Regions from separate parts of the Mus musculus genome. Here regions 2, 3, 4, 5, 6 and 7 are each linked to region 1. A link is a contact called in public HiChIP or PLAC-seq and promoter capture Hi-C data. All regions are on one chromosome and are shown on one strand. The core of a region is the stretch at or near the end of the contact, and the rest is flanking DNA. Distances in the headings are between cores, read along the strand shown. Region 1 holds the start of Brf2 (BRF2, RNA polymerase III transcription initiation factor 50kDa subunit). Region 2 holds the start of Letm2 (leucine zipper-EF-hand containing transmembrane protein 2). Region 3 holds the start of Plpp5 (phospholipid phosphatase 5). Region 4 holds the start of Ddhd2 (DDHD domain containing 2). Region 5 holds the start of Bag4 (BCL2-associated athanogene 4). Region 6 holds the start of Star (steroidogenic acute regulatory protein). Region 7 holds the start of Ash2l (ASH2 like histone lysine methyltransferase complex subunit).

Region 1 (3,630 bases), core at 470-2,969:
TGGATCCAATTACAGATGGATGTGAGCCACTATGTGGTTTCTGGGAATTGAACTCATGACCTCTGGAAGAGCAGTCAGTGCTCTTAACCCCTGAGGCATCTCTCCAGCCCCTTGCTTTTAACTCTTGATTTCCTGCCTTTACTTTCCAAGTGCTGGGGCAACAGGCGAGTTATATTAAAGTTCAATACAAGATTGTTTTCCCCTTTTCTCTCTTAAAAAAAAATTAAGAGAGGGTCTAGCTAGCCCTAGCTGGCCAGGCACTCACTCTGTACATCAAATTGCCCTTGGACTCAAAGAAACCTGCCTGCCTCTGCCTTCTGAGTGTCAGAATTAAAGGCACGTGCCACGTGGATAGCTCAAAGTTCAAGGTTTTAAACATGTCTGAGTCGGCCTGTAGCTTCCAGTTTGCCAAAAGTTGAAGGGGAGAGAGGAGGTGTGTGTGTGTGTGTGTGTGTGTGTATGTGTGTGTTTGAAGGCCAGATGTAGTAGCAAATGTCTTTAATCCTAGCACTCAGAAGGTAGAGAGAGGCAGATTTCTGTGAGTTTAAGACTATCCTGGTATATATAATGAGTTCCAAGACAGCCAGAGATATACAGTGACTCTTGTCTTAAAGTACAAAACAAAACAAAACACCCAAATCAAACCAACAATAAAATCCGACAATTTAAAATGCATTCTTACCAACTCCTAGCCTCCATCAATTCAGAAGATAGCATCTGAAACCCATGGAAAGGGTTTCCCCATATTCTGTAATGTTATTACCAGTGGTCCCTATCGTATGATATATGGCTCTCTTTGTTCTAAATCTAATGCAATCTTCATGTAACCACTTAACAGTTCTATGTGTTATTTGGAGAAACTTGTATCTATCTGTTCCTGGGCTCAAGTCCTCCTTTTTGGCTCTAGCATAAACTCTTGTACATCCTCTTTGAGGAGAGAACTATGGTTTTTCATGCTATTCTCTGAAGATATTTAAATCTACCACTCAAGATTTTAGTTCATCTTATTGTATTTATTTAGAGACATGTTCTTATTAAGTTGCTCTGACTGGACTGAACTCATTATGTACACCAGGCTTGGCTCAATCTCTACCTCCTAAATGCTAGGATTAAAGAAATATGTTGGAAAACAACAACAACAAGAGAGACTTTGAAAGAGAGACGGCAACTTAGTGTGGGGAGGTCCGTAGAGTACAACACAATTTACTGCTCTCTCACTGCAGAGTGATCTATTTTCTACTACGGTCAAACTTAACGTTCCTTACTACATAGAAAGGAAAAAACTGGTTCCACTTTTTTGAAGGGAGTTAAATCAGGCATGGTAATACAAGCCTGTAATCCCAGCATGTAGTAGGCAGAGGCAGGAGGATCAGTATTTTAGGTCAGCCTGGGCTACATAAGCATGATAGGCTAAAAAATAAATTATAAATTGGATAATATATTTTAAAAAATAGTGTTTTGCAGACAACAATTCCACATCTGTGGTTTGTGTCAACTCCCCACGTGGCCTAACCACAAAAACCCAGAGAGCCTGAGAAACAGTTAAATCCAGGAACCTCCCTTTCTAACTCAGGTTTCTACCCGAGTCCACAGAAGGGATCGGAAGTGGCGTACTGCCGAGGGGAGGAGCAAACTGCCAGCCGATTGGCCAGCTGGCCGGAGGAGGATGGTGCATCCGGAATAAGCGCCCCTCCACTTTATTGCCGCTGCCCAGTTACAAGTTCTCTGGGAGTTTGTGCCTGACGGCGGTACCGCAGCCCTGGACCGACCGACGAGATGCCGAACGGAAGCCGCTGCCCGGATTGCGGCTCCTCCGAGCTCGTGGAAGATTCGCATTATTCTCAGAGCCAGCTGGTGTGCTCCGACTGCGGCTGCGTGGTCACCGAAGGGGTCCTAACTACCACCTTTAGCGACGAGGGCAACTTCAGGGGTACTGGTCTTGAACCCGGGGATCGCCAGCCTTGGGCGGTGGAGTCCTTAAACCCAGCTCCCTCTTTCCAGCCTCCTCCCTTTCTTGGCCATGCGCACAGTTAAATGTGAGAGAATTGGGCTTAAGTAAACAGATGAGCTGGAGGAGGGTGCGATCCATCTGATTTCCCAGTACCTACAACGGTGTCTGGCATTGGGTGGGTATATTGGTTGGTGAATGAACGAAACGATAAAGGTTTCATTCGTCTTGTCAGACCTAGTCAGTGTTGAAGGAGTGCCGGTAAATTATTTGAAAATAACAACACGAACCATCATCTCCTAGCAGGTTTTAGCACTAATTGGCAACTTGCTCTCCTCTGCGTTCCACGCCATTGCTCTAGTACAGCGGTTCTCAACCGGTGGGTGGTGACCGCCGTGGTGTCCACAGAATCTTTCACAGGAGTCCCCTAAGACCATCCTGCATATAGGCGGTTTACATTATGATTCATAATGCAATTCATAATTCTCTTTTTTTTCTGTAGCTAATGCAATCTTCGTGTAACCATTACAAAATTACAGTTATGAAGTAGCAACGAAAATAATGTTAAGGTTGGGGGTCACCACAACGTGAGGAACTGTATTAAAGGGTGGCAGCATTAGGAAGGTTGAGAACCACTGCTCTAGCCCTTGGCTAATGCAGCCCTCAAAAGTGAATGTATCAGAGAAATTATTGGAAAATCAGAATTGCCAGTGCAGCTTTTAAAAATACAGTTCTGTCCTATTACTTTTACATAGATGGGTATCTTCTCTGAGGTAGAAGTAGATACACAGTCATTTGAAATCTCCCTGGCCTTATGCAGTCAGAGGGCAAGGAGGAGGTGAACGAAGGCCAGCTGGGTAATTTGTTGTTTGCTATTTTACAGAAGTGACATATTCTCGAAGCACTGGGGAAAACGAACAAGTTAGTCGCTGCCAGCAACGAGGTGAGAATCAAACTTTTTTCCCCCTTAAATTTCAGCTTTGCTTTTATTTATGTCACTGTTTAATGTTTTGATATTATGTGTATGGGTGTTCTTACTGCATGTATGTGTGTGTGTGCAGCATGTGCATGCCTGGTGCCCATGGAGTTAGAAGAGGGGGTTGGATCATCTGGAATTGCAGTTATAGATGGTCGTGAGCAGCCCTGTGGATGCTGGGAAGCAAACCCCAGGTCGTCTACAAGAGCAATAGTGCCTTTTAACTGCTGAGCCATCTCTCCAGCCCAGAGCATCAACCTTTTTTTTTCTTTTCTTTTCTTTTTTAAATATATTTTTTTATTACGTATTTTCCTCAATTACATTTCTAATGCTATCCCAAAAGTCCCCCATACCCTCCCCTCAACTCCCCTACCCACCCATTCCGGAGCATCAACCTTTTATGACACCGTGGCCTTAAAGACTTTTTTGTTTTGTTTTTGTTTTTCAAGACAGGGTTTCTCTGTGTAGCCCTGGCTGTCTTGGAACTCCCTCTGTAGACCAGGCCTGCCTTGAACTCAGAAATCCTCCTGCCTCTGCCTCCCAAGTGCTGAGATTAAAGGCGTGCGCCACCAACACCCGACTGAGATGGTTGTTTTGATGACCTAGTCTGTCTGTGTGTCCTTGTTTTCAGTGTTACTGGCGTCAGGCAGGCTGCGAGAGAACAGTTGTTAATGTGGCGTGTGCCTACAATCTCGGCACTCTGGGG
Region 2 (3,630 bases), core at 474-2,973, 1.5 Mb after region 1:
GAGAGGGAAGCTTTAGCATGGGACATAATCTCTTTATTATGGGACATAATAAGCTCTTTAATCAGGAGCCAGGAGGATCTCAGTGAGTTCGAGACTAGCCTGGTCTACACAGTGAGTTCCAGGCCAGCCAGGGCTACATGGTGAGACCCTGTCTCAAGGCGGGGAAGGAGGAGTTAAGTTTTGTAAATTTCAATTCTTTATGATCAGACTGTGAAACAGAACCCCTAGTGGAAAATTGCCTGACATGCACAAAGGGACCCCTAGTGGCCAAACTGAAAAGTTTTGCTTATTTTAAGTAGTCCATTCGGTTAGTTGAAATATACTTTTTTTTTTTTTTTTTTTTTTAGGATTAAAAACGGCCTCCATTTCTTTTTTTCTTTTCTTTTTTAGTTCTTTTGAAACAGGATCCCACTGTGTAGCCCTGGCTGTCTTGGAACTCACTTTGTAGACCAGAGTGACCTTGAGCTCACACAGATCTGCCAGTCTTGTCTATTAAGTACTGGCATAAAAGGCATGCACTACCATGCCCAGCCCTCAAAACTTATTCTATTTTGTACAGCTCATAATTTTATCATCAGAGTTCTCAGAAAAGTTGAAGAAAGCTCGAGCCAGGCATGGTGGTGCACACATTTAAATCTGAGCAATTTAGAGGACCAGGCAAATGAATCTCTGTGAGTTCAAGGCAAGCCTGGTCTACATAACGAGTTCTGGGCCAGCCAGGCCTACATCGTGAAACCCTGTCTCTAAATAAATAAATAAGCAAGCAAACTAAAATATAGAGTCAAAGATGGCTGCAGTGGTACACACTTGTAACTAAGCACTGGGGAGGCAGGCAGGTGGTTCAAGGGTTCAAGACCACTTTCTGCTACTACCTATTGAGTTCCAGCCCAGCCCGTGTTACATAAGAACCCCGCAAAATAAAAAGAAATTGAAAAAAAAAAAAACAGATAAATAGGAACAAGAATGCTTTCAGAACTTTAACTTTCCCAAGATGGCTAGTTGCCCGCCCTAGGAACGTAAACGTCCTCAAACCCACAATGCCTATCTTATTTAACAAGTACTCTAGAATATATTTTTGAATGTTGAGATTTCTACACAACTAATGATAAGCGACAACATGAAACCATTTTTTAAAGAGAAAAATCAAATTCCGTATGAAGATTTCAGAAGCATTCCAGCCTTCGACCCCGCAGAAGAAAGGTTTTTTTTTTTTTTTTTTTTTTTTTTCTCAGTGCTGCCCCTCTGCCACCAGGACCTCACAACCTCCTTCGCCAACCCAAGACCTCTAGGCAGTTTCGGAGACTAAAGGGTGAGGAACGGAATCATCAAAGTGATGTCATCAGTGACTCCAATTTGGGTTACAAAGGCTACTATCAGACCTTACTCTGGTAGGGCCTCCATTCAAGGAGTTCTCGAGGAGTTGGCTAGACTACAGAATGTGGGCAGGCAGGGGGGGGGGGGGGACGCAGCTTTGGTCCTGTAGTACAGACGCTGCCTCAACTAACTCCGACCCAGAAGTGACTTCGCGGGCTCGTGCGGGGGACCTTGTTGCCTTCCGCGCGGCTGCCGTGAAGGACGCGAGCCAGTCCCAGGATTTGAGAGCTCATTGGATGGTAGTGGCGTCACTCGGAGTGACGTCACAGGGCGAGGCGCAGGAGGTGGAACCATGGAGACTGGGCTTCCGGCCCCTTTAGCGTGGGGGCGGGGAGGAATTGGGAAGGTAGGGTTGGGGCCTTAGTCACCTCGCAGCGGACAAGGGCTCCCTCGGCGTCTCCCGTCAACCCCGATCTCTCCCCTAAACTTTGGACATTCTCCCCTACGGTGTACCTGACCCCACTCCAACAATCCCCAGACCCACCGCAGTCCTCCCCACTTTCCGCGGAGACTACCGGCCGAGAGCCGAGGGCGCCTTTTGCACCGGTGCGGCGAGCGCGGGGTGCAGAGGTAACCCCGCAGCGCTGGGCGTGGGGTTCCCCCGAAACGCCGGGCAGACTGCCTGGGAGTGGCCCGTAGCCCCGGGGCCAAGGGCTGGGGAGCCTCCGCAACAGGCCCGGCCTCCCTCCGGAGGAGCGCTGTCCGCGGTGGGGCTGGTTTCCGAGGTGCTGTGCCCGGTTCGCGATGTTTACTTTTTAGCTGAGGTTTCCATAGGGTGGGGTTGAGGGCCTGGGGAACCTCCTTCCGGCACGATTGCGAGATCGCAGTGTTATGCCAGTAGCTGAGAAGCGGCTCGGGGTGGAGAACGGTTTTAGTTAAAGGTACAGAGCTTAGTTCGGACTCTGGAGATTCTGCATCTGCGCTTGAGCCTTTAGTAGATACCATTATGTCTTCGCTGTTCCCACATGAAATTAGTGAGAACTTTTAGACTTTTGGGTTGGTGGTAAATGAATCCAGGGTGCTTACTTTCTACTTGTATTTTCTGGTTACAGATAAAGATGTCTTTCTCCTTTTAACCGTCGCAGCAGATTATTAGACACTATTGACCAGAAATTTAAAAAATTAAAAAAAAAAAAGCCTTTGGAGGCCACATCGTCTTCAGGATCATCTTCTTAGAACCCATTTCTGTGTGTTTGGATCGAAAAAGTACCATTTTCAAATCCAGAGCTAAGAAAATACTGAGGCTTTTGTAAATGAACTTGAAGGAAATTTTACACCTTGAATATGCAAATCTCTCTCTTTGCCTTAGTTTTTCTTAAAAAAAAAAAAAAACCACCTAAATTCTCATGTTTAATTGATTCCTTTTTAAAATACTAAATTGTTTGCTTCTTTTGCCTAGGTCTCTGTGTTGGTTAGTTGAAACAAAAAAAATAAACATGGCCTTCTACAGTTATAATTCATTCTTAGCTATTTTCTGGACAAGGTAAGGCTTGGAGTTTCCCACAAAAAAAAATGTATATAAACTCATGCATCTATATGAAAAACATGTGTTGTAAAAGACGTGGTGACAAATGCGTTTAGTCCCAGCACTCAGGAGACAGAGGCAGGCTGGTCTCTGAGTTCAAGGCCAGCCTGGGCTACATATCAAGACCGTCTCAAAAATATACATAAATAAATAAAGGAAGTAACCAACAAAACAAAAAGATTGGCTTAGTACAGAAAACCTTGCTGAGTTTTCAATACATTTCAAGGAAGAACATATTTTAATTTGAACTGCTTTAGAATGTAAGCTGAGTAATTTTGGAAATACATGATAGAGGAAAATAGATGAGACAGTTTTAGAGTGGCATTTCTGTTATTGATGAAGATTACACGAGGACCTCAGGTGTAAGGAAAAGTAAAATGGCTCTTAAACAAGCTTAGCCCAGGACATGTTCCAGTCTAAGGTCCCTTGTCATCTCACTTGTGCATTCAGAAGATTAACTGAACACTCACCACTTGCCACATTCATTGTATATTTTTCCTTTTGTCCATTTATAGGCTATATTTTGATATGTTTAAAAATTGCATTAAAGAATGGGAAAAGGCCATCCTTTAGCCAAGAACAACAACAAAAATCTCCCCTTCTCTCTTTCTTTTTTCTTTCTCTTTCTTTTTTCTTCCTTCCTTCCTTCCTTCCTTCCTTCCTTCCTTCCTTTCTTTTTCTTTTTGTTTGTCTTGGGGTTTTGTTTTTGTTGTTTGTTTTGTATCTATGTC
Region 3 (3,630 bases), core at 417-2,916, 1.4 Mb after region 1:
AGAATGGGCCAGCCCATCAGGGAAGCAGCGGTAGAAGAAGTCTGGGCGGGGCCTGGAAGAAATATAATTTACTCTCTCAGGAAGTATTTTTCAGTAATAGTAGATGTCAATAATCTGTTGACCACTAATGTCATAGGCAAAATAATGTAATGGGGTGAGATTAGTGTTTATACTGAGAAAAAGGCCTTAGCCACGCGGCCAATGTTCAAGAAAGTCTCTAGCATATGATTGTATCTTAGCACAGAGCAGCTAGTCATACTGCAGCTTTAGGTACATAAAGGTGGTCGCTGTGGGAAATACTCAGGACAGGACGCAGACCAGGTGGTACACTTGGAACAGGCAGAGGGCAGGGAGAGGGAGTTCTGGTGAGAAAGGAGAGACTAGTCTGAGAATCCGGGTAAACACTGCTTGAGAATGTGGTGGTGTGTGTGTGGGGGGCGCTCAGGGAGGTTTGAGTGCCAAGGCTTCTCACTTACCTGCCCACTATCAGTTTGATTATGTTGGTAAAGACACCATTCAGAGCTAGGGCAAGGCTGGCAGCTGGAAAGCAAAGAAGCCGTTAGTGCCATCTGCTTGGAGAAGAGTAAGCCACCACCTCATGAGTAGAGCCTTCATTGCTTTGAGATAGAACCCAACCAGAATAAAAACCCAAACGGCCTAGGGGCAGAGAAGTGGAGCACTGAGGAACACCTATGTGGCACCTGTGTTAATAGGGAACACCTGTGTGGTGTCTGTGTTAATAAGGAACACCTGGCCGGGCGTGGTGGCACACGCCTTTAATCCCAGCACTTGGGAGGCAGAGGCAGGTGGATTTCTGAGTTCAAGGCCAGCCTGGTCTACAAAGTGAGTTCCAGGACAGACAGGGCTACACAGAGAAACCCTGTCTCGAAAAAACAAACAAACAAAAAGGAACACCTGTGTGGCGCCTGTGTTATTAAGCACATTCTCATCAGTACTGCTTTTTGGTCTCATGGGGTAAAAAGACATACTTTAGGGGTACAGAGTAGCTGAACCCCATAGCTACTTGCCAACACTAAGACAGGAACAACTGGAACAAGGGCGACTTACCGAGGCAGGCTTGCTTGCTGTCGGTAGCGTCAGCTTTCCTTAGAAACTTGGCGAGGAAGATCAGGGACAGTGGAGTGAGAAAGGCAATGACCTGAAGGTAAAACACAGGGTCGGTAAAACCAAGTCCCTCCTGGCCTAAAGCACCAGCTGCCGCGCACTAACCAAGATCGGGGCTCAGATTGCCCACCAGACGCCTCGCCCTAGCCCTGGAACTCAAGGCAGGGGAGGAGTCCCTGCCAGCGGAGGAGGGCGGGAGGGCAGCTCACGCACAAACATGCGGCCGGTGGGGAAGTATTCCGCCTCCACGTACGGGTTCCTGTAGAGCCACAGCTCCTCGGGCTGGATCCGCCGCTGGAAGGGAGGGAGCAGCTCGGTCACCCTGGGGAGGAAACGGGGAAGATTGACAGGCTACCTCGGCGGAAGAACCTGCCGCCCCGAGCCGCTTAGGAAGTGCGAGCGCCCAGGGACGCCTGGGAGCGTTGACAGATCCTTACAGGAAAGCCACAAAGAGCAGGACCCGCACGCCCAGCTCGGCTCCCAGGGCCGCCGTCCCCATCCCGCCATACGTGCGGATCAGACGCTGACGTGGCCCCGGCGCGCCGTGGTTCCGCCCGCCCGGTGTCCAGCGCCACCTAGCGAACTCCGCGGGGACTGACTACCAGCGGGGCCTCCGGGCTACAGGAAATTCAGAGCTCATTTGCTGTGTTATGAGTACCACCTAACAGATCACCTTTGGGTCTCAAAGCAATGTGTCCTTCACCAACCACCCAGATCAGCTTATAGGACAAGAAAAGGAACGTCATTCTCCAGAGATGCTTCCTCTACAAAAGCAAACCAGAAAGCCCACTTTAAAGAAACTATGTCTTTGGAGCATTTCGAAGGGAAAAAACTGGGCTGAGGGTGAGTGGTTGTATTTTTGTGTCTCATTTCCCAGTAAACTGTACCATGAAATTACAGGTAAAGAACCAGCCCATATTCTTAAGTAGACCATACAGGACAATTTATTAAAGTCAACCTCAAGCAAGACCTGAAATCAATGGAATGCCATTAAAAGCTTTCCCACATTCTTACAGAAGCAGAAAACATATTTGAATTCTAAAGTATCTGTAAGTTAAAAAGGCAGGATTCCAGTAAATACAATGTACAAAACCTGTCCCACCAGCACACATCAGTAAGAAGCTCAAATGTTACAGGCAATCTCACATACACTACACTAGTTAACAGATATGTACAGGTTAACTAAGATGGTAGGCTCATACTTTGCAATAAGACATTGGTCAATAAACAAAATCCTTAAACTATATTTTGAAGTCATTAAACAGTAATGCCCTAGTAGAATACCCCTGGGGAACATTAACACTAACCCCTTAGTGTTAGGAGCGCCAAGTCACAGAAACTAAAGAGACTGACTAATGGATGTTGACACTTTGATATTTCACAGGTCTACAGCGTTCATTACAGGTAAATACAGATGTAAACAATCTATCAAGAACTTTATTCAAAGAACACAAGGTGAGGGTGGGATCTGCAGATATGTGTTTATTGTGTAATATTTAAATGGACACAAATGAATTTGCCATAGCAGTTGAAAATACACAAATCTTTGTATATAAAAAGAACTTTTTAGCCAGCTGTAATCAGTTAGCAACTTGGTTATTAGCGGCAATACAGTTACTTACCATAGGGTACAAAAAATGAGATGTTAATTGATAACAAAAGTGTAATTCCCTCATTCCCTTTAACTGACAAGAATTCCCTGTTGAGGCAAAATGGCAGATACTTGAAAGCCATCTGCACAGAGCAAGGCTCAGTCAGCAGGTAAGGAAGGCTTCTCGTCCCTTAACGGACGCAGTGAAGTCACAAGAAAACCAAGGACCGAATACTGACTTTGGCAACTTCTATTTTCCCTTGAACTTACAAGTCAATGACTTTCAGAGCCTACTGAAGGACAAACAATACTTTTCTCCCCCCTCCCCCATACACAAATACAAGCGCTCACATCTGCCACTTTTGCAATGGATTGACAAAAGCCAAACAATTGATTTTCCCCCCCTTTTTGAGACAGGGTCTCTCTACATAGTCCTGGCTGGCTGGGAAGCGTTAGGTAGGCCTTGAACTCTCGGAGATCCTCCTGCCTCTGCTTCTGGAGTGCTAGGATTAAAGGCGTGTGCAACCATGCCCAGTGGAAATGGGTTTTTGAAACAAAGGTTATACATAGCATTTTAGGAGTATAACATAAGTGCGCCCTCTTCCCCCCACACAAGCATATGTTAAACAGAAAGACCAGCTACCCAGGGGTGAGGCAAGGAAAGGAGAAAAAGGCAAAACAAAGACGCAGGGAAATCATTTCTCAACATGCACGAGCTCCGACCTCAAAGGTGCCAAGAAACCTAAGATGCCCGTGCTCCCGTCGGGAGGACTGCATATCTGACAGTATACAACATGATGCTTTCCATGTCTTAATTTTAAAACTGTAAAATATAAAATGAGAATCTGAAGTCCCAAGGAATTGAAGAGCCTGAATTCAAATGGGGTGGGGGGGTCTCGGTGTTAGGGGAACTG
Region 4 (3,630 bases), core at 760-3,259, 1.4 Mb after region 1:
CTCCAGAAGAGGGAGTCAGATCTCGTTAAGGATGGTTGTGAGCCACCATGTGGTTGCTGGGATTTGAACTCTGGACCTTCAGAAGAGCAGTCGGGTGCTCTTACCCACTGAGCCATCTCACCAGCCCCCTAATGATATATTTTGATGGGTTATGAAAAAAACCGTTATGTTTTCAGATTCCAAACTGCACCCTAAGAAGCCGCATCATTCTGGGGGCTCCGTGTGTAGCGCAGGAGGCTAGCACACCCAAGGCTCTGAAGTTGATCTCTGGCACTGCAGAATAAAAAGTAAGGTCTAAGGCTTGAAGAGCTGACCCGACAGAGCATCTGTTGCTCTTGCATGGGAAGGATTTGGCTCCCAGAACCAGAGTTACCATCACCTGAAACTCCAGTTCCAGGGGATCTGCTGCCTCCTGACCTCCACAGGCACCAGACACACACATTATATACACACATAGTAAAATAAATCTAAAATGTTTTAAAATATCAGTGTTAAGGACACCCTGCTCCTGCCCCCCAAATGGGGGGAGGGTTTCCAGTGTGGCCTAGCGTGACTGCACGCACAATCCCTTGGGACAAGGCATGAGTTTGATTCCCAGGACCCCTACAGTGAAAGGAGAGCTGATACCTGAAAGTTATTCTCTGAATTCTACACATGAAGCAGCACATACATGACACACACACACACACTGCATTGGCTGGTTTTGTGTGTCAACTTGACATAGGCTGGAGTTGTCACAGAGAGAGTAGCCTCCCTTGAGGAAATGCCTCAGTGAGATCCAGCTGTAAGGCATTTTCTCAATTAGTGATCAAGGGGGAAAGGCCCCTTGTGGGTGGGACCATCCCTGGCGGGTAGTCTTGGGTTCTATAAGAGAGCAGGCTGAGCAAGCCAGGTGAGGCAAGCCAGTAAAGAACATCCCACCATGGCCTCTGCATCAGCTCCTGCTTCCTGACCTGCTTGGGTTCCAGTCCTGACTTCCTTTGGTGATGAACAGCAATGTGGAAATGTAAGCTGAATAAACCCTTTCCTCCCCAACTTGCTTTTTCGTCATGATGTTTGTGCAGGAACAGAAACCCTAACACACACACACAGACAAATATATAAATGTAGTAATTTTTAAAGGTCGGAGACCAATATGGGGCTTCATAGCAAGGCCATCACAAAACAACAACAAAAAAAATCACACAAAAAATGGTGTTACATTAACGTGCAGATATTGGTGTGTAGGTGTTGACTTGCAGAGACTATGTGGTTTTTTTAAAAAAAAAAAAAGTCCACGTTTTGTTCCTTCTCAGTTTCTGGGGGAAAAAAAAAATCTCGAAGCCTTGTCTTATAATCAAGTTAGAAACCAGCAAAGCCTCTTGTCTTTCCTTCCCGTGGCACCTGCTAGTCAGGCGCTCCAGCGACAATCCGCATCTCTAGCCCTGCCAGTCTCCAGAGCGCTGGGCTTACGTGAATAGCCACCGCCATCACCCTACATCAACTAGGTCAAAAACAAAAAACAAAAAAGCCAACAAACAAAAACCTCATTTGCTGCCTCTTACAGCATCCGTATTCTGTCAGACTCACCTCTTAGGCTTTAGGGATAACTTTGACAGCCTCTCAATCCAAATAGAGGGAGGGAATGGAGGACAGACAGACAGACAGAGCCTTCAGTCACCCCAGTCCTGCCCACCGGGGTTGCCGGGACCCATGAGGGGTCAGAAGGTCCGATTTTCCTCCTTCAAAGCCTCAGCGCAGGCAAGGCCTCCCGTGCGTGTCCCCCACGCCCCTAGCGCGTGCCCGGCGCGTGCCCGGCGCCCGACGTCTGCCCGCAGGAGGAGCCAGGTCTCGCGCGAGTCCCCCAGTCCTCACCGCACATCTCGCGACACTTCGGAGGATCTTTCTGCGCCTCCGGCTCTCACCGGGAGCGCAGCCTCCGCGGGCGCACTGCTCTCCTCCGCTGGAGCGCTGAGGAGCCCGCGGTGTGGGGATTGGGGCGCGGCCGCAGGCTCCGCCCGTCCGCCCCGCCCGGCTTGGGAGGTAGGCTGCAGCGGCGATGTGGCCCGGGCTCCCTCCGCGAGGGCTGAGAGCGCGAGCGGCGGTGTGGACGAGCGAGTCCAGGTCCGCGCGGGAGCCTGGGCCGGGGCGAGCCGGGGGTGGAGAGGCTCCAGTGTGCACGGTATCCCGGGGCATCCGTGGACGGCTCGGCTGCTCTCCTAGATCCCGAACTCGGAGCCCCGAGCTGGCGGCGGGAGCAGGCCGAGGTCTCGGGAGGATAACGGGGAGGCCCGGGGAGTGTTGGTTCCTGAGCTGTGCGGTCCGACCGTGCCCGGTGCAGCGATGCCGCTCGTCCATCTCCCGTCCTGGGCTTTTGGGTTCTGCTTCTATGTCTGCAGCGCTAGTCCGCCGGGTGCTTTAGTGCTGGGGTCGGTGGGAACTCGCCCGACATCCATCGCCCCGGGGGCAGTTGAGGTCATTTGTCACTTTTCATCCGAAACTCTGGCTCTGCGTCTCGGTGGGTCGATGCGCAGCTATAGCCTGCAGGCAAAGTTTCTGTTTGGGCGTTAAATGTACCAGAGCCCGTATTGAAGCACACTGGGAGGATCAGCCAAAATGGTTCTTAAGCGATTAGTTCTGTTTTCTGTATAGTAAGATTCCAATAGTTATGTAAATGTGTGTGTAATTAGAAATGTACAATAGAGCCTGGGGCCTTAAACCTACCTGTTATTACTGTCTGACACACTAAATGGTTTGTAGTGTGCACACCTGGAGGTAGGAAATTTCCAGCCTTCGCTGGTGCTGCTACTTTTATTGTGAAAATTGTGGTAAAACACCCTGTTGCAATCAGTTTTGACCGTGTGTTTCTTGACATTTCTGGGTTTTCTAAAGAGCTTGTTGTATGATTAGACATTTTTTAGTTTTCTAAGGAGAATTGGAAGCTCAGTATAGAATGATGGAGCTGAACATTTTGTTTCTCTCCCCAAATAATTGTGTGTGTATAAAAATTATGTAGCTTTTAAATATTGCTGTTTTCAAGAACAGCTTCCAAAAATGGTTATTGAGCATATGAACATTACAGTGTTAATAGATGCAAAATAATTCTCCTGATAGTTTTTTTTATTTTGTCTTCTAGAGCGAAATGTCATCGGGGGAATCACACCAGGAGCAGCTGTCTCAGTCAGATCCGTCCCCATCCCCGAACTCTTGTAGTTCCTTCGAACTCATAGACATGGACGCCAGTAGTTCCTATGAACCCGTTTCTCCACATTGGTTTTATTGTAAGGTACTAGATTCCAAGGAGCTCTGGATTCCTTTCAACTCTGAGGATTCACAGCAGCTGGAAGACGCATATGGCTCTGGTAGGAAGAAACTGATGACTCTAATAAAAACTAACAAGTAATATCCTCTACTGTGATAGCCACTAACATGAAATTTCAGAATTACACCATTTTCATCCTTTTAAAACTGTATTAAATTTCTGCATAGTTATCAAGTATTTTTCTCTATTCTAGCTTGTGTTTGACTTTTTAGTCAGAAAGTTTGTGTGTAGAGTCGTCACATTGCAGACTGAGCTAACATGTCGCTTTTGTTCTCATGTAACAAAGTGTTAGTGAGGATATATCATAATTGCTATTAATTTGCCTTTAA
Region 5 (3,630 bases), core at 454-2,953, 1.3 Mb after region 1:
AGATGGCTCAGTGCTAAAGAGTATTGTCTGGTCTTCCAGAGGACCCAGTACCCTCTTCTGTTCTCTCCAGCACCAGGCAAGCTCGCAATGCACATACATACATGCTCATATACAGCGGTTTTTTTTTTTTGTTTGTTTGTTTGTTTTTTTAATGCTGCTTTAAAAGTTATATTCATCCCAGCACTTGGGAGGCAAAGGCAGGAAGATTTCTGAGTTCCAGGCCAGCCTGGTGTACAAGGTGAGTTCCAGATCAGCCAGGGCTATACAGAGAAACCCTGTCTCGAAAAACCAAAAAAAAAAAAAAGTTATATTCAAGGAATCATACACAGGTAAGAATTCGGGGCGGGGGAATGAAAGTGGAGGCTGGAGAGATGGTTCAGAAGAGCACGTGTTGCTCTTGCAGAAGATCTGAGTTCCTTTCTCAGCACCCACACTGTGACTCTGTAACTCGGTCCATAACTCCAATTCCAGAGGATCCCAAGAAGAGAAAGTCATCTGGCTTCGTGGATACCAATATGCCCGTGGTTTAATTACATGTAGACGAGACATAAATACACAATAAATTAAACCTTTTAAAACCGAAATTGTAACCTCTTTATTTTTACAGGACTAACCTCCTTTTAGTAAAAGCAAAACTGTCAAACAGAAAAGAGTAAGTTTGAAGTGACTTAGCATTCGCAGAAAATCCCGTTATTACGTCCGGCACCTGTCTCTACAACTTTAATCTGAAAGTGCTAATGACCCTTACAGAAAAAGGAGAGTGCTAGTGGCTATACAACAGAAAGCCTACGTTCTCTGCTAATTAAATTCAACTGCTGTTGTCGGGTCTGGTGAGTCCTTTCTAGAAGCAATCTCCATCCATTCACTGTCAAACGCCTTACGAGGGGCGCAGCATCCGACTTGGGAACGCGAAGTGGCTCAGGCGACTTCCTTCGCGTGCTCTGCCCTTCACGTTCCCAAGTCGGATGCTGCGCCCCTCGGAAGGCGTTTCACAGCTTGGGGGGCGGGGGGCGGGGAGGTGTTACCCGCTCAAGGACAGAGAAGGCAGCTTGGGAAAAGGCTCCGTCCGAGGCTGTGAAGGCAGAACCACCCCGCCCGGGCCCAGAGATCACTCTCTGGGCCCTTGTCGAGGGACGCCCACTCGAAAAGGGGTCCCACACCAGGCTTCCCCCGAGGGAGAGGTTAGGTACTCACTGTCGATGTCCTCGATGAGGCTGGCGGTGCCGGGCATATAGTTCATGTTTGAGCTCTCGCAAGGCTGCACCGGACGGCCGCGAGGGCGTCCAGTCGCCCGTCGGCGGGACGCGGACGGGAACCGGCCGCTCACCTGCAGCTCAGACACCGCTAGTCGCCGGAAGCGTTTCAGGTGACCCCACCCACTTCCGGTATCGCCTGCCCGTCCGCCGAAAGAGGCGTGCCGGGCGTGTTGCCAGTCGGTGGCCGACCACGTTCTCTTCCCCTCCAGTCAGTGCAGTGAAGTCCAGGTCGGAAGGGCGGAGGATAGGCGTTTCCTCACGCGTGACGAGCGCTGCCCCTCGCCTCGCTTTCCCGACCCGAGGCCCGGATTGACCCGTACCGTCCATGACCGTTCCGCGCTCGGCGTGCAAGGGGCGGGACCGGCTCGGGATTGGCTGTAGCCGTCCTATCCCCCTCCGCCGCTCGCCAATAGCGGCCTCCCGCAGGCGCCTGCGCAATGGGACGGTCGTGGGGGGCGGGAAGCGCTTCGCGGCAGCGGAGCCCATGTCGGCCCTGAGGCGCTCGGGCTACGGCCCCAGTGACGGCCCTTCTTACGGCCGCTACTACGGGCCCGGGGGAGGCGATGTCCCGGTGCACGTACCTCCGCCCTTATACCCCCCTCTTCGTCCGGAGCCTCCCCAGCCTCCGGTTTCCTGGCGAGGGCGCGGGGGCGCCCCGGCCGAGACCACCTGGCCGGGCGAAGGCGCAGGTGGCGATGGCTACTACCCCTCGGGAGGCGCCTGGGCAGAAGCGAGCAGAGCCGGGGGAGGCCACCAGGTAAGCTTCGAAGTCTTTTCCGGGGCTCCAGTCGGGAAGTCTTGGGCAGAGGTGAGGACATTTGGGGGTTTTATACTTAGGGTCTGTTAGGACTCGGGTCTCTGATTTGTTCTTCTTTTGGGGACGGTGCAGAGACGAGGACCAGAGATGCGAGGGGAGCTAGGCTTGGGTTCCATTTGTCCCTTCGTTTTGTTTGTTTGTTTGTTTGTTTTTGCTTTTTTTTTTAACTTCAGCCATCATAAGTGTTCTTGTTAACCACGAAAAAAAAAAACGAAAAAATATTCTGCGCTGACTTCCTAAGCTTAGTAGCAGGCTGCAGGATCTCTTTCCCGAGAGCGTAGGTTAGCGTGATTGGGCTGTAACAATTTATCCTGCGTGGCTCGGGGAGCTGCAGCCCCAGCCCTTACTCAGCAGCCCCTCCCACGGGGAAGGGATCGAAACGGGGCGGGCTGATCACTTAGTTCCTTATCACTAAAGCTTTGCCTGGAATTGAATCAGGAGGGATCAATGTTGCAAAGTACCTTAATGTTCTATTTAATCATCGCAAGACTGCAAGACAGATGTTATTAATGCTTCCCAATTTTTGAATGGAGAAGGCTCTGAGAGACCGACTTGCTTAGTATGTTTGGACCTGTAACATTTTGTTGCTTGCATACATGCCAAAAGTGTGTTTCTATTTTATCTTCGTATGGGGCTATCATTCTAGGATGGTGGCACACATCTTTTGGCCTTTGTAACATTCTTACTTGCAGAAAATTAATTATAAAATTCTCACATATCCACGACGGGATTGTAAAATAGTACAGTGCTTTGGAAAATAGCTGGGTCGTTCCTAAAACTTCTGACAGAGAGTTAATTTATGATCTAGCAGGTCTACTTGTAAGTATACTCAAGAAATAGAAAACAAGGGCTGAAAAAACAAAAAACGACAAAAAAAAAGTCTGCTGGTGGTGGCGGCGCATGCCTTTGATCCCAACACTTGGGAGGCAGCCGGATTTCTGAGTTTGAGGCCAGCCTGGTCTACAAAGTGAGTTCCTGGACAGCCAGGGCTACACAGAGAAACCCTGTCTTGAAAAAAAAACAAAAAACAAAAAAACAAAACAAAACAAACAAAAAACAAGGGCTGGTGTGTTTAATCTCAGTACCCAGGAGGCTGAGGCAGACTAGCCAGCCTGGTTCACATGGACATAATGAGTTCCAGGACAGCCTGGACAACGTGGTGAGACCCTGTCTCAAAAAATGAACAACAACCACCACCACCACAACAAAGGAAAACATGTCCATATACTATTTAATACATCTTTTTAACATCATTAGTGATAATGGCCAAAAATTAGAAATAACTGGTACAGTTATCAACTGGTTGCTGGATTAACTAACATGGCTAACATTTTAGAACATAACATCTAGAAAGGTATGAATTGACCCCCCCCCTCCATCCCCACTCACATACTTGTTTCAACATGGAATGAACCTTAACTAGATCATGCTTGTTGGATGAAGTTAGTCAAAGGGTTGCATTTCATATTGTGTGATTCCATTTATGTGTAGTGCCCATAGGGAGCGATTCCTCCAGGCAGAAACATGGTGGGCTGCTAGGTTGGGGACTGGAAGGAA
Region 6 (3,630 bases), core at 533-3,032, 1.3 Mb after region 1:
AAAGGTTATCTGAGAACACATTCATTGGTTTGCTTGTTTTGAGGAAGGGTATTACTATGCGGGCCTGGCTAGCCTGGAACTTGCTACATAAACCAGGCTAGCCGTATACTCCCAGACGTCCACATGCCTCAGTCTCCTGAGTGCTGAGATGAAAAAGGTATGCACCCTCACCCCACCTGATGATATATTCTTAGGAGAGTTCTCAGACCAAAACTTTTTGACTGTTTATCAATTGTGAATGCAGTGGGAATCCCGGCAGGCTTTGAGCATGGTAGTGGGACCATCAGTAACTGCAGGCTTCTCACAGCTGCCTTTACTTACCTGCTGGCTTTCCTTCTTCCAGCCTTCCTGGTTGTTGAGTATGCCCAAGGCCTTCTGCATAGCCACCTCTCCCTGCTGGATGTAGGACAGCTCCTGGTCACTATAGAGTGTTGCTTCCAGTTGAGAACCTGCATACATAGCCAAGGAAAAAGAAAACGTGGGTACAATGGTCCTAGCCAATCCACAGCTCTCATCCCTCTGCCCTCTGAATGTGTTCAGCCTTCAGAAGAGACACGATCATAGCCATAGGGCTCTGCTTGCAGGTCAAGGTAGACACAGGAGTTAGGTAACTACAGGTAGGGGACAGGCCTCATGCACCCTAAGACCCATCACTGGCAGAAGCTCAGAAAGCCCCAATATTTATTTACCAAGCAGAGAGCTCCGACGTCGAACTTGACCCATCCACCCGGGACTGGAATCCCCCAGTGCTCTCCAGTTGAGCTCTTGGCCAATGGCCAGCACAGCTTGGTGCCTTAATCCTGCAGGGAGGGAAAGAAACATTTGTCAAGTAGCTAGGCAATCTCTGGGAGAGGGACAGTTCTGTCCACTCATCACAGATGAGCAAACCGGCCCAGGGACACAGATCCCAGCAGGGACTCAAACTCCAGCCACATCTCTAACTCTCAAGTTCAGTGTTAAACTTTCTCTCGAACTTCCAGGGCCCAGATCTCTTTTCCATCATGGAAAATAGGGGTGGGCTGGTCAGACCTGGCCCTACCTGGCCACAGAAGTTTCCCTGGGCCGCTTGGGTAGCCCCTGGATATTGAGTAGGATGTACTCCGTCTCCTGAGGGTTGCCCTACCAAGGGACAACCAGCTACCCAGGGACAAGAGTCACCCCCACCATCCTTTGCCTTGTACTTCTGCTGCTCAACTCTCCTGTCTTCTGCTCTTCTTCCCAGACAGTGTCTCGGACTTGCCAGGCACTGCTTAGAGTAAGGACTAGCTTCTGTATTTCTCTACCACTATGGCAAAGACTTGCCTGGGACCCTTGGTACAGACTTAATCCACTCGTGAAGGGAGGCAACATCAGTACTAGCTCCAGAACAACTAGGGCCTTAGAGTAGAAACTAGAAATTACAGAATTTGGATGAGAGGTGGCACCTTAGTAGCCAGGCCAATTTTTTAGGTGAAAACCTGAGGTCCAGAGAAGAAGGGCTTTACCCAGGCTCCCCCAGTTAAGAGGCATAGCTGGGATCGAAGCTGAGGTGGCCTATTCCCCTGCCCAAGAGCTTTCCCACAAAACTATGTTGCCTACAGGCTTTTGGCAAGCTCTCATCCCTCCTCCCCAACCCAGACTCACCTTTCATATTCCGCATATGTCTATAGGAGCTTCCAGCACACAGCTTGAACGTAGCGAGGAACATGCTGAGTGCTGAGGTGCTCAAGGGTTGTTCTTCCTGAGCCTTTCAAGGTCCTGAGTCCTGCAGCTGTGGCGCAGATCAAGTGCGCTGCCTTAAATGCTTCCCGTGGAAGGCTGTGCATCATCACTTGAGATAAAAAAGTCATCAGTCATTGTGCAGAGGGTCAAGGATGGAATGATTGCCTCATCCTGCAGTGCTGGCCAAGGTGGGAGGGAGCAGACTGTGTAAAGGGAGGACCAGACTCTGCAGGTAGGGGAAAGCAGGGGTCACGGAGATGGGGCAGAGGATATGTATATATAGCTTCTCTAAAGTTGTAAATGTAGACTTCAAGCCCTGTCCTCCGCTTAAATGCCCAGTAACTGAGGTGCATCAAAAAGTATATAGAAGCTCTGGCCAAGAGAGGGAGCCAGGGTAAAAGAGTCAAAGAGTGAGTTCTTGCAACAAGACCAGAGGTAGGCATGGTGGCACATACTCTCCCTGGCAGAGGCAAGTAGATCTCTGGTGAGTTCAAGCCCAGCCTGGTCTATATAGTAAGGTTTAGGACAACAAGGGCTACACAGAATGACCCTGTCTCAAAAGAACAAACAAACAGACAAACAAACAAACAAAACCTGCAAGACCGTCCATCAGGTCTGGAGGGTATCAATGGCTGGCTCAAAGACAAACAGGATGCCAGTGTCAGGGCTAGGGCAATATAGGACAATAGCTCAAGTCCTCTAGCTGGCCTTGGTTCCTTCTATGTGGGGCCTCCTGAGCACCCCATGTGTTCAGTTTTCATTTATTTGCTCACCCATTGATACCAACTCCACTCTAACTTCTCATTCTGGGAACTCTCTGGAAATGAGATGACCCACCCAGTAAGCTCTCAAGGCAGAGAGTAACTTAGGCCTGGGTTCCACCCTGCAAGCTCACCCTTTCCTCATGCAGCTAAGGCTGGCCTGCCCTGCTACAGGTCCTGACCTGTGCACAAAGGTGAGAAACACAAATCATTTGGACATTGACTGTTGTCAGTCCCTGCAGGTATGTGATCCCTGTGGTACTGGGCAGATCCAGGGAACCTTAGAATTAATTGCCTCAGTTGCTCCCAGACACACCAGGCAGGGAAAAGCTCTACCACCCAGCCCTGCCCTGCCAAGATCTCTTCTTTCCAAGTACCTTTGAGGCTACTTTTAAACCAAATTCATATGTCATGAATGTCATCAGTAAAGTCTCATTAGATTTGCTCTGCACCAGACCCTGCCGCCAGCAGGATACTTTTGAACCTTGTCATTACTGTCCCAAGGCAGGACAAGACTCCTTCAAGGCAACTGGATAAATGGTTATATATGGATACAGCCTACATTTCTGTCCTGTTGAGTTTGTATGAGAGGCCTTGTGGGAGCTACTGTCATGAGGCATCTAAGGCTCCAAGGTCTAATCCCAAAGGCCTACTCTTGTGCCAGGGCTCACTTTGTCCATTACAGGTTTCTAGTAGCTTGTCCCCCTAGTGCACACCCTCCCAATCAGTGTCCACTGGAGAGGCGTAACCTAGTTCTTGCCTCTTTTGTGGGATTAAGACAAACGTGTTGGGCTGGAGAGATGACTCAGCAGTTAAGTCCACTGACTGCTCTTTCAGAGGTCCTGAGTGCAATTCCCAGCAACCAGATGGTAGCTTACATCCATCTGTAATGGGATCTGATGCCCTCTTCTGCTGTGTCTGAAGTACGGTGTACTCATAAAATAAATAATTCTTTAAAAAAAAAGTCTAACCTGGTCTGTCCTTGAACTTGCTAGGTATCTCAGACAAGCCATGAAATTCTGATTTTCCTGCCTATAGACATGGTCTGCCATATCTTTTTCTTTGGGATTAATTCCCACAGGTACTGACTACTTCCCTCTCAAACTTGTTGGCTCCAGCACTCAGTTCCTATGAGGACAGTGTTCTTGTTCCTCTGTTGGGGCCTTAC
Region 7 (3,630 bases), core at 417-2,916, 1.3 Mb after region 1:
TCAAATATGTTATTCAGGGGTTTCCAACTAGTCAAAACGCAGAGATTGGTTAACTGTGGGGTACCCAGTCCCAGTGGGTATATCTCCAACATCATACCTAAGGCTCAGAAAACATTGAGGGAGAGGGGAACAGAGAGACTGTAAAAGCCAGGGGACTGGGACCTGTGCCATGAAGTGATGGCTATCAGGAACGACCCATGACGTCACAACAATATGGCTGCCCAAATGAGATCTAACTATGGCAATCCTAATAGACATATTAACATGGAAGGGGGAAATCTCTAAAAAGTCATGCATTTGAGAGGGTAAGGTGGGGCATGGGGGGGGGAGGATCGGTCCCCATTCACACAACAGTTGTTATGATGTCTAGGGAGGCTTGGGAGGTGAACGTTTGCTGGTGGAGGTAAGTCACTGGGGGCAAGCTTACACGAAAAAAGTGAAGCCGCTTCCTTGAAGTTCTCCCTGTCTGCTTGGTGATTCTGATAGAGAATTCGAGCTCTCAGCCTTGTCTGATAGTCACCATTTCAGATCCTTGCTGCCTTATCTCCCCACCATCATGGATTCTTATCTCTTTGAACCCCCCTCAACCAAGATCCCCCCTCCCCTTGCTTAAGATATTTTTGGTCATGGCGGCACTTTCTCCTAACAACTGCAAAGTATCAATGATCTCTAATCCCTAAGTGTGTTTGTTTTAAAACAGCAAATTTATGGTCCGTGAGATGGCCCAGTGGGCAAAGGCGGCACTTGCTTGCCAAGCCTGAGCTAGATTCCTAGAACTCACATAGTGGAGGGAAAGAAAGCTCTTCTCACCATATTGTCCTCTCACCTGTCCAGTGCACTATGCCACATACATGCGCACACATCCGTAAAGCGCACACACACGCGGAGGATGGGGGTGAGGCGGCAGTTTCTATTTTGCTAGGGTTTAGAGCCCACCCATATGCTTGCACTCAGTCCAGGGGTTTAGCTACCAGCAGACATCCCTTTCTTACTCGTTTCTGCCCTTCTCGCTAAGGCCCAAACCTTGCTGAATTCTGTCCTCTGCTAGCACTCTCGCCTGGAGCTCTACTTCCCTCCGTGAACTAGCAATTCGTGTTCCTCGAGCGCACAGCACTTCTAGCCTCCTCTGGCCAGATGTTTCTTTTCCTAACGTCTTTTCCACCCACAACTACCTCGGGCTCTCTGGAATCAGACCTCTAGTCTCTCCAAAAGCCGCCTGGAAACGGGGCTTCTGGCGGCCAGCTACGCAGTTACAGACGCTCCCGGCAGGTGTGAGCCAGAGTGCTCCTTTGTTGTTGTTTGGAAGTTTCCTACGTTTTAGGGTTTTAGTATGATCGCCTGCTCCGCACAGTGTAAAGGGGAGTCTCTCACATCCTCATATGTGCCGTGATTTCCACTCTTAGCCACGACTATGAGCAGGCGTTTTGAATAATTCAAGTCCCAAGAGGAAAGCAAAGGACAGACCTCCTAAGTGGCTCCCTTCAAACCTGGGCAATCCGAGTTGCGCCCTGCCTTTTTCTTTCTTCCTTTCTTTTTTTTTTTTTTTCTGGCCTTAAAGCGGCGGACTCAAAGTGCGTCCTTCCCAAGTAAGTGGCGGGCCCCCCAACAAAAGGTCTTTCCCACTTTAAGAGCGCCGTGCGTGGCGGCAACTCGCCGCATAGATATATTCTCGCGAGAGCTTGGGAAGGAGCAGCGATGGCGGCGGCTGGAGCGGGTCCTGGTCCGGGAGTCAGCGCCGGCCCTGGTCCCGGAGCCGCTGCAAGTGCCACAACGGCGGAGGACCGAGAGACAGAGCCGGTGGCCGCGGGGGCTGGCGAGGGGCCGTCAGCCGCCCCGGGAGCGGAGCCCAGCTCCGGAGAGGCCGAAAGTGGGTAAGGCAATCCACTCGCAGCCCCGGGGACGCGCGAGGGCCCGCCCCTCGTGGAAGCCCGCGGCTCGCGCCGCCCGGTGTCGCCCTCCGGATCCAGGTCCCGCAGCCAACGGCTCGGCCCGCCCGCCCACCCGGTACCCTCCGCAACCCCGCTGGCTGCTTGCTTGTGGACTCCAAGCCGCTCCTCGGCTCCTCGGCTCCCATCAGCACCAGTGTGAGCCAAGAGCGTTTCCCCCTCTAGCGCCCCGGAAGACCTCGCTGATCCCTCTTGCAATGCTTGGTCCTGAAAGCACTGAGGACGGCAGCCTCCCGTCGTTAGCCCAGTGCACTAGGAATCCCTGGGCCGCGAACACATTTGTCTTGCTTGACAACCTCCCTCCTAATACTCAGGATTGTTCTCTCGTGGGCATCCCGTTCAGGACATGAAAAAGATATACCCTCCGTATTTGGACCATTGTGTTTTTCTGTTTAGGAAAGGCCATTTTGATGTTTGTCTTTTCATTATAGGGATGCAAACTTGGTTGATGTAAGTGGTCTGGAGACAGAATCTTCTAATGGAAAAGATACTTTGGTAAGTATTTCCTCTGAGGCCTTTGGAAGGCGAACTAGATTTGGTTTTAAAATGTTTAATCTATTTTTTTTTTTTTAAAAAGTAGTCAGGCCATTTGATTCTCTTATTGCCCTGTGGCTCCAGGAAGGTACCGGAGACACTTCAGAAGTGATGGATACCCAGGCGGGCTCTGTGGATGAGGAGAATGGGCGGCAGTTGGGAGAAGTGGAGTTGCAGTGTGGGATATGTACAAAATGGTTCACCGCTGACACCTTTGGAATAGACACGTCGTGAGTACATTTCATGGCCTTCTAGACAGCATGATCCTGGAGAGATGGCTTAGCATTTTAGATCACTAGTTACCCTTTCAGGGGTTTGGGCTTGATTCCCAGTATTCACATGGCAGCTCAAGGAACCCCAGTTCTGGGGTGGAAGGGGAAATTATGTAATCATATTTCTTTTTTTTTAATTAATTTATTTATTTTATGTATATGAGTACACTGTAGCTATACAAATGGTTGTGAGCCATCATGTGGTTTCTGGAAATTGAACTCAGGACCTCTGCCCGCTCTAGCCCTGCTTGCTCCAACTCTGCTCACAACAGCCCAAAGATTTATTATATGTGTACACTGTAGCTGTCTTCAGACACACCAGAAGAGGGTGTCAGATTTTTGTTAGGAGTGGTTGTGAGCCACCATGTGGTTGGGATTTGAACTCAGGACCTTTGGAAGAGCAGTCAGTGCTCTTAACTGCTGAGCCATCTCACCAGCCCTGTAATCATATTTCAATCTCAAGACAATTGAGAAGTATTTTTAAATATACCGAAAAAAAGTCAGTAGGTAGTATTTTGTGCTCACTCTAACCCTATCCAGTGACCAGATGCTGACTGAGGAGTTGCTTGCATTCCTTTGGCATGTTCTGAAGTATTGAGGTGAGAGTGCTATTAGGTATGAGTGTGGGCATCGTCCTTGCTTTTGACCTTACAGGCTGATTGGGAAGGAGTCTGTGCAATTAGAAGAGATTATGTAATTAAGTTTGCGATAATGTATTCTGTGTGTTCTGGGCTTGGTATTTACAGTGGGCAAGACCTGTTGTCAGTAACATTTGAAGGTGTGGTGTTGAGTCGTGGTGTACTTGCCTGCTGCGTGCAAAGCCCTGGGTGGTCACTGCAGAGAAGTGCTTTTAATTCCTCAAAAATATTGAGGTGATC

The links. Promoter capture Hi-C pulls out the DNA fragments that hold promoters and counts their contacts. HiChIP or PLAC-seq counts read pairs in DNA pulled down with a chosen protein or histone mark. Capture Hi-C pulls out chosen DNA fragments and counts their contacts.
Region 2: a promoter capture Hi-C map of pre-B cells shows a contact between it and region 1, with 7 times the contacts expected there. The contact joins the promoter of Letm2 here to the promoter of Brf2 in region 1. A contact is called at or near these places in 1 of 39 promoter capture datasets (pre-B cells), 1 of 484 Hi-C or Micro-C datasets (B cells) and 3 of 115 datasets of contacts at active chromatin or transcription factors (double positive thymocytes, large pre-B cells and pancreatic cancer cells).
Region 3: a promoter capture Hi-C map of pre-B cells shows a contact between it and region 1, with 5 times the contacts expected there. The contact joins the promoter of Plpp5 here to the promoter of Brf2 in region 1. A contact is called at or near these places in 2 of 39 promoter capture datasets (the HPC-7 cell line and pre-B cells), 1 of 115 datasets of contacts at active chromatin or transcription factors (stem cell-derived neural progenitor cells) and 1 of 9 other capture datasets (liver).
Region 4: an H3K4me3 HiChIP or PLAC-seq map of pro-B cells shows a contact between it and region 1, with 6 times the contacts expected there. The contact joins the promoter of Ddhd2 here to the promoter of Brf2 in region 1. A contact is called at or near these places in 4 of 39 promoter capture datasets (the 3T3-L1 cell line, hippocampal neurons, liver and 1 more), 3 of 115 datasets of contacts at active chromatin or transcription factors (pancreatic cancer cells, pro-B cells and stem cell-derived neural progenitor cells) and 2 of 9 other capture datasets (adipose tissue and liver).
Region 5: a promoter capture Hi-C map of liver shows a contact between it and region 1, with 2.5 times the contacts expected there. The contact joins the promoter of Bag4 here to the promoter of Brf2 in region 1. A contact is called at or near these places in 5 of 39 promoter capture datasets (the 3T3-L1 cell line, HPC-7-derived erythroid cells, hippocampal neurons and 2 more), 1 of 115 datasets of contacts at active chromatin or transcription factors (embryonic forebrain) and 3 of 9 other capture datasets (adipose tissue, liver and macrophages).
Region 6: a contact with region 1 is called in a promoter capture Hi-C map of adipose tissue, with 3 times the contacts expected there. The contact joins the promoter of Star here to the promoter of Brf2 in region 1. A contact is called at or near these places in 3 of 39 promoter capture datasets (the C10 cell line, liver and pre-B cells) and 1 of 9 other capture datasets (adipose tissue).
Region 7: an H3K27ac HiChIP or PLAC-seq map of embryonic stem cells shows a contact between it and region 1, with 2.6 times the contacts expected there. The contact joins the promoter of Ash2l here to the promoter of Brf2 in region 1. A contact is called at or near these places in 4 of 39 promoter capture datasets (the 3T3-L1 cell line, embryonic stem cells, liver and 1 more), 1 of 484 Hi-C or Micro-C datasets (B cells), 1 of 115 datasets of contacts at active chromatin or transcription factors (embryonic stem cells) and 1 of 9 other capture datasets (liver).

What each region holds. Positions count from the first base shown.
Region 1 is chr8:27,126,721-27,130,350 of GRCm38.p6, reverse strand. Brf2 (BRF2, RNA polymerase III transcription initiation factor 50kDa subunit) reads left to right here and starts at 1,719. Exons shown (of 4, transcript NM_025686.2): 1 at 1,719-1,930; 2 at 2,832-2,891. The coding sequence starts at 1,777.
Region 2 is chr8:25,595,589-25,599,218 of GRCm38.p6, reverse strand. Letm2 (leucine zipper-EF-hand containing transmembrane protein 2) reads left to right here and starts at 1,723. Exons shown (of 11, transcript NM_001364069.1): 1 at 1,723-1,944; 2 at 2,774-2,857. The coding sequence starts at 2,811. It overlaps D830025C05Rik (a long non-coding RNA gene), which reads right to left and starts at 2,736. Exons shown (of 1, transcript XR_003947362.1): 1 at 12-2,736.
Region 3 is chr8:25,718,084-25,721,713 of GRCm38.p6, reverse strand. It overlaps Plpp5 (phospholipid phosphatase 5), which reads right to left and starts at 1,666. Exons shown (of 7, transcript NM_028000.1): 1 at 1,563-1,666; 2 at 1,339-1,447; 3 at 1,069-1,159; 4 at 477-540; 5 at 1-52. The coding sequence starts at 1,624. Nsd3 (nuclear receptor binding SET domain protein 3) reads right to left here. Exons shown (of 23, transcript NM_001081269.2): 23 at 2,047-3,630.
Region 4 is chr8:25,752,659-25,756,288 of GRCm38.p6, reverse strand. Ddhd2 (DDHD domain containing 2) reads left to right here and starts at 2,009. Exons shown (of 18, transcript NM_028102.1): 1 at 2,009-2,103; 2 at 3,116-3,341. The coding sequence starts at 3,122. Gm17484 (predicted gene, 17484) reads right to left here and starts at 1,809. Exons shown (of 2, transcript NR_154462.1): 1 at 1,570-1,809.
Region 5 is chr8:25,783,282-25,786,911 of GRCm38.p6, reverse strand. Bag4 (BCL2-associated athanogene 4) reads left to right here and starts at 1,703. Exons shown (of 5, transcript NM_026121.3): 1 at 1,703-2,013. The coding sequence starts at 1,741. Lsm1 (LSM1 homolog, mRNA degradation associated) reads right to left here and starts at 1,321. Exons shown (of 4, transcript NM_026032.1): 1 at 1,195-1,321. The coding sequence starts at 1,240.
Region 6 is chr8:25,806,626-25,810,255 of GRCm38.p6, reverse strand. Star (steroidogenic acute regulatory protein) reads right to left here and starts at 1,782. Exons shown (of 7, transcript NM_011485.5): 1 at 1,624-1,782; 2 at 690-800; 3 at 322-449. The coding sequence starts at 1,687. RefSeq lists an enhancer at 1,808-1,842 and promoters at 1,749-1,851, 1,737-2,009, 1,749-2,749, 1,720-3,276.
Region 7 is chr8:25,838,823-25,842,452 of GRCm38.p6, reverse strand. Ash2l (ASH2 like histone lysine methyltransferase complex subunit) reads left to right here and starts at 1,666. Exons shown (of 16, transcript NM_011791.3): 1 at 1,666-1,871; 2 at 2,378-2,441; 3 at 2,565-2,710. The coding sequence starts at 1,696.